Regions from separate parts of the Anser cygnoides genome. Here region 2 is linked to region 1. A link is a contact called in public Hi-C data. All regions are on one chromosome and are shown on one strand. The core of a region is the stretch at or near the end of the contact, and the rest is flanking DNA. Distances in the headings are between cores, read along the strand shown.

The links. A called contact is a pair of places that touch in the nucleus more often than the background predicts.
Region 2: a Hi-C map of liver shows a contact between it and region 1, with 2.0 times the contacts expected there. The contact joins the promoter of TMEM38B here to the promoter of SLC44A1 in region 1. A contact is called at or near these places in 2 of 7 Hi-C or Micro-C datasets (granulosa cells and liver).

Annotation. Positions count from the first base shown.
Region 1 is chrZ:33,312,764-33,315,697 of Taihu_goose_T2T_genome, forward strand. It overlaps SLC44A1 (solute carrier family 44 member 1), which reads left to right and starts at 1,443. Exons shown (of 16, transcript XM_066987878.1): 1 at 1,443-1,725. The coding sequence starts at 1,699.
Region 2 is chrZ:33,501,361-33,504,365 of Taihu_goose_T2T_genome, forward strand. TMEM38B (transmembrane protein 38B) reads left to right here and starts at 1,294. Exons shown (of 6, transcript XM_048051491.2): 1 at 1,294-1,498. The coding sequence starts at 1,393.

The DNA.
Region 1 (2,934 bases), core at 193-2,692:
TATTTGGATAGAATCTGGCAGAGCGACCGAAAATAATGCCAGGGCGTGTACAAGTGGTAAAAAGATATTTTAGCCCAAGTGTTATAAAGTCCAAAGTGAAAATTGCGAAAGTGATGTTATTTGCCATTGAGGAAGAGCTAAAAAAGACTTATGATTCACAACTCACCCACATGCCAGTTTTAGTTCTATTTTGGAAACCTCTTAAACTAGACTCCTTCTCTAGTCACAAGGCCTCTTTTGCCTCATTCTGCCTGTCAAAGGATCATTTTAAACTGACACCAATATGGTGTTATTCCTACTCATGGATCGCCTATTGTACTGATTGAATTAAACCCGCTGCAAAGATTCAGCAAAACATTTTAAAATTTGGAGTCTCCTAATGTATTCGGGCCACCTTTGGATAAAACTCCTGGGCCACATAAACTTATCTTTTGGGGGGCTGTGAGGTTCCAAGGTGAACGGCGTTTCATTCTGAGGAAAGCTGTTGCCTTTGCCGCCATTAATGACTACAAGGCCTGACCTAGTTCAAAAGCTTTCAGGTGCTTGCTAACCATGTGGTTTACAGCTGTGGTCCAGCCTACACCTGAAGCCTGAATTTATGTGTTATCGATACATCAGACACCGTCCTAATCCGGTTTGCATTGTCTTTATGTGGTTCACATGGTCCTGATGTGGTTCGAAACGTCCTGATGTGGTTCACAATTGTCCTAACATGCTTTGCGTTGCCCTGATGTGGTTCCCGCCACCCTAACGCGGTTCTCATCGCCCTAACGCGTTCCCGAGCCCAACTCTCCACAGCACCACGGGGGCAGGCACTTCAAAACAACCGCCCCCGAAACCCGTGCCGGGGCGGGGGGAAGGCTAAAGCCACTTGCCCACGCCGGGTTCGCAAACACAGGGCAACCAGCTGCCAACGCAGGGGTGAAGCACACGCACACCTCCTGCTGCCGCCGCCGCCACCACCACCACCACCACCACCACCACCACCACCACCAGCACCACCACCACCAGCACCACCACCACCAGCACCACCAGCACCACCAGCACCACCAGCACCCCCGCCGCTCCCCCACCCCCCCCCCCCCCCACCCCCACCCCCACCCCCACCCCCGCCGCTCGGGACCGCCATTTCAGGGGGCTGGCTGCCCCGCCGTGCGGCCACAGGGAGACGGGGCCGGGCGGAGAGGGAGAAACGGGGAGCGGGGAGGGGGGGGAGAGGCGAGGCCTGCGCCCGCTGTTGCCATGGCAACAGGGCAGCCGGGCAGACGAGCCTGCGCCACCGGAAGCCGCCGGCCGCGCGGGAAGCGGAGGCGGTGCTGGCCGCTGGCGCAGGTACCCCCCGCGCTGCGGCGCGCCGGCCCCGGCCCAAGCCCCGCCCTCCCCTCTAAACCCCACCCCCTCCCCACAAGCCACGCCTCCCTCCTCAAGCCCCGCCCCTCAACCGCGGCCGCCGCCGCCGCTGGGGGAGGCTCTGGGGGGGGCGCCGCGGCGGAGCCGGTGCCGTGTCCGCGCTCCGGTGCCCGGCCCCGCGGCTGCGCAGCGCCGCCTCGTCCCCGCCGCCACCGCCACCGCCACCACACACCGCCACACAAACACCACCGCCCCGGGGCGGGCCGTGCCGCCGGGTGGATGCCCAGCGCCTGCCCGCCGCCGCCTGGCGCCTAGCGGGCACCGCCGGGGCGGGGACGCGGGGACGCCATGGGCTGCTGCAGCTCCGCCGCGCAGGTGAGAGCCTCGTCCCCCTGCCCCCTTGTCCCCGTGTTCCCCTTTACCCCGTCCCCCCCCCCCCTTAACGCCATGCCGGCCCCTCGCTCTTCATTTATTTATTCACCCCCCCCCCGCCCTGCCCCTTTCCCGAGGCTCCGCGAGGGACCAGCCCCCCCCCCCCCCGGCCGTGTGCCCTGCCGAGCGCAGTTTCCCCTCGGCGGTGTCGCTTGTGGTCGCCGGATCCGGATCCCCCCCCCCCCCCCCTTCCCAGCTTCGAAGGGGGGGGAAAAGTCCGCCCGCTGTCCCAGATGACTCATCACAGGGATGACTTTTTGCAAGCCAGCCCTTCAGACGGGGGCTTTCTTCCTTTCCTTCTTGTTTGTTTATTTATTTATTTATTTATTTATTTATTTATTTTTAACGAGGGCTCCGTCCTTCCCGTGCAAAACGCTGCAGAGAGCTGTCCGGTGGACGTCCTTCCCGCACGGCAGCGCTGCAAAAGGCAGGCAATGAGCCTGTTGGGGGGTGGGGGGGGATAGGGATAAAAGGGGTCCGAGTTGCAGAGGGATTTCGTTCCCCCCAAATGCGAGGAGGGGATTTGGGAACTGTCAGGCCACTGCAGCAGCAGGCTGCCGGGGGGAGCCCGTGGGGTCGGTGCCGCGGAGGTCTGCTGGAAGCACGGCAGCAAACAGCTGTCAGGAGCGCCGCAAGTGAAGCCGGTGCAGACTTGGAGCACCGCGAGCGAGTTTGATGTTTGCAAGCGATGTTTTGAAGTCCTTTCCGACCTTGTTTTCCGCGATTTCCCACCCAGATTGCTTTTCGTGAGTGTTTAATAGGCCCGTTCTGGGTGTTCTTCGTCAATCCGAATTGCCGTGCCCTGTTCCGTTCTGCTCTTAAAGGAAAAAGCAGGCTTGTTTGTGGGCGACGCTACACCAAAAGCAGGAAAAATAGAGGATTAGATGTTTTCAGTGTCAGTCCTGTTCAGAGGTTTCATGTAACTGATCTTGTTTTCCAGTGAAATTTGCGCTCCCCTGCCAGATCTCGTGATGTTAATAGTATGCTGCCGAACCTTTCATTTGCTTTCCCTGTGTGTGGCGAGATGTGGTACAGTAATTCACCTCAGCACCCCGTATATGTAACTGAGCTATAAACAGTGGTTGACTGTTTAATTCCTTAACCGTGAGCAATTGTGCATTTCCTCAGGAAATCCAAATCAAAAGGTGGTTG
Region 2 (3,005 bases), core at 44-2,543, 190 kb after region 1:
TAGTTCTTAGTAGGGAAAGAACCAGTTTGAGAGCACCAGCTGAACATACATGTTTTCAGATTGCTTAGCTTGATTTCATACAGTGTGTCAATTTTAGAGCCATTAACTCTCCTCTTTAGTAGCTTGTGGAAATCAAATACAAAGACAAAAATGGTGCTTTCCTGTAATTGGAAGAATGTCAAAAGAATCATAAACCACTAAACTTAAGTTGGATTGTCAGAGGAAAAAAAAAAAAAAAAGAGTTAACTCACTTAAAAAAATAAGAAGGCCAATAATCCTTGACATAGGTCTGTGAAGAACAGCTTCACCTCAATGTAATTGCCTTCTATCACAAGTTAGCCAGTCTGGTGGACAACGAAGATGCTGTGTATCTTGAAGGCAGAAGTTTTTGATAACATTTCACTTGGGAAGCTCATGAACAGTTTTGTTGTTGTTTTCATTTTTATACTGTAATGCAAAACTGGTTAGAAATCCACTTTTAGAAAATAAAACAGCTAACAACGGGTTTCACTATCAAAATGAATGCATGTATTAAAAAGGGTTTCTGCTAAGGTGTGACTGGGATCAGGGATATGTCAACACTCTTGGTAATTATTAGGCAGGTGATGATTGATGACATTAACCTGAGAAAGACCACAGGCTGGAGGACAGGACTGTAGTTCTAAGTACTCTTGATGAACTAAACAACAAAAAAGGAGAGAGAAAAAAGGGAAAAAGCAAGGTATCACACTTATACCAGTTAAGTACAGTGACCTGTACCTGTCTGGATCTGTGGTAGGGAATAAGGAGTAGTGTAGAAAAGGCCTTGGGGACTAAAACCCATCACAAGCTGATCGTGGAGCAGAAATACCATGATGCTGTAAAAAAGGCAAAGGAGAGACTTAACAGAGACAGCATTCAAGTTGGCAGAACATGACTATAAAAGAGGAAAGCAATCAGCTTTATACCCCATTCAAAGCTGACAGGATAAGTCAGGACTTCAATATGCACTGAATGAGTGGATTTTTGGGAAACATCTTCTAGCAGAAAGTGCTGAAAAAGAGCATCCAGGGGAGGCACAGACCCTCCTTATACCTGTCGGCACAGGCAGATTTGCCCACCGGGAACGGTGCGGCTGCTGCTGGCCGTGACCTGGCCCCCGAAGGAGAGGCTTTCACCGAGTCCCTCCCGGCTCAGCTCCAAACGTGGCCTGTGCCTGCAGGCGGGCCTGGCAGCGCCCCGCAGGCCTGCGGGGAGAGCCGCGGAGCCCGGCCAGCGGGGAGGGGACAGCGGGGGTAGCCCGGAGGCAGCAGCCAGTTGCAGCCCGGCGCGGGGGCGGGCAGCTCGCCGGGCACCGCCGCGCCTCCCCTCTCGCACGGCGCCGGCAGAGGCCCAGGCTGCCCCGCGGGCGCCATGGAGCTGGGGCAGGTGCCGCTGGCCTTCTCCCGCCTGCCCATGTTCCCCTTCTTCGACATGGCGCACTACGTGGCCTCCGTCATGGCGCTGAAGGAGCAGCGGGGTGAGCGGGGAAGGCTGCCGGGGCCAGGCGGGGCCAGGCCAGGCGAGGCGGAGCCGGAGCCGCCGCGCGAAATGGCGGGGGGCTGCCCGCGGGGACAGGGGTGGGTTGGGCTGGCCTGGAGGGGGACTGAGACACTCCAAGGGTCTGCTTCCCCCCCCCCCCCCCCCTCCATTTTTTCTTCTTTCAGCGTGGAAATAAGGTCTCCTGCGGTCCAGGTGAAGCCACCCGTATGTAAATGTTGGCTGTGTCCAGCCGAGTTCCTCCTGCCTCCTCAGTAGGGGCACAGGGGAAGCCAGCCCGAGCGGCTGCTGAAGACCTTATCACGGTGGAAGGCTTAAAACGTCCCAAAAATAAAAGGGCTGAAACCTCTGAAATCAGGTTTTTGCGTGGAGGGAAGGTGGCAGGCTGGCACCTTGCTGCCAGGCACCATTACAGGGGTGCAAGGAGCAACTCTGGTCGCCTCCTTATATCCCTCTCGAGTCCTGGTTAAGCAGAAAGGTGCTCAGGAAATTATGTCTGGTAGGAAACCTGCCACAGGATTGTAATGGGCTGGGTGTGTTCTAGTTTGTGACTTCACGTTGTACTCATAGCTTGTACAGTTAAGCTAGGAAAGCCTTTCGCTGCCAGTGTTTTGGGAGCTGTATGAGTGCGCACAGTGACACTTCTCTACTTCAATCTCTACTTGCTCTGCCCCAGAAAATCTTTTCCACTGTCTTTGTTAGCCCCAAACCTAGTTCTAGTTGTCATAAGTATGGAGACGAGCATCATTTTGGTGTTTAGAGTAGCTACTTGTGGATTGACTTTGGACAATTGTGGTAACGTTGCATCCCAGCTGGTGACTGTGTAGGAGACTAAACTGGCTTTTGGGATTATAGAGCAGATTTGGGAGTTTCTGCTTGCTTCAGATTTTTAAGGCTCAGCACTCTGTTTGGTGAGAGCTTATTCTTTGGTCACTTCTTAAATGTGCCAAGGTGAATTTTTACTTCCTGCTGAGTAAGTGCACTTGGCAAATTGTAAAGGCTGATACAAAATGTTTATGTATGCTGGCATCTTCAACAGATCTTGTTACTACTACTAAAATTGCTTCTGGTTGCTGACATGAGACATTGTGTAATACAACTCTTCCATTTGAGAAGAGGCTTTCTGTCCAGAGGTATTTGACATTATAATGCACCGCCTTTAAACTTTCTTCTGAAGTGGACGCAGATTTGAGGACTGGGATGGGAGGAATTAGTCTACTTTGCTGATGCGGAGTGTAGCACAGCGTTAGTGAGACTACACTTTGGGACAGTGGAAGGTCTGTCAGAAGTCTGTTGATTTCTTTATTTTGTTCTTTTTTTTCCTTGTCATCTTAGTAGCTGGAAAGTTCAGAACTTTTGAGTATCCTCTAGTACTCACTGTTAGTAACTGTAATTCAGGTGACTGCATGCTCTTCCGTTTCTTGCTCGCAAATGGTTTGAACTTAACATTAAATCATAATTGAAATAGCAGCCATTATGAAATAGGA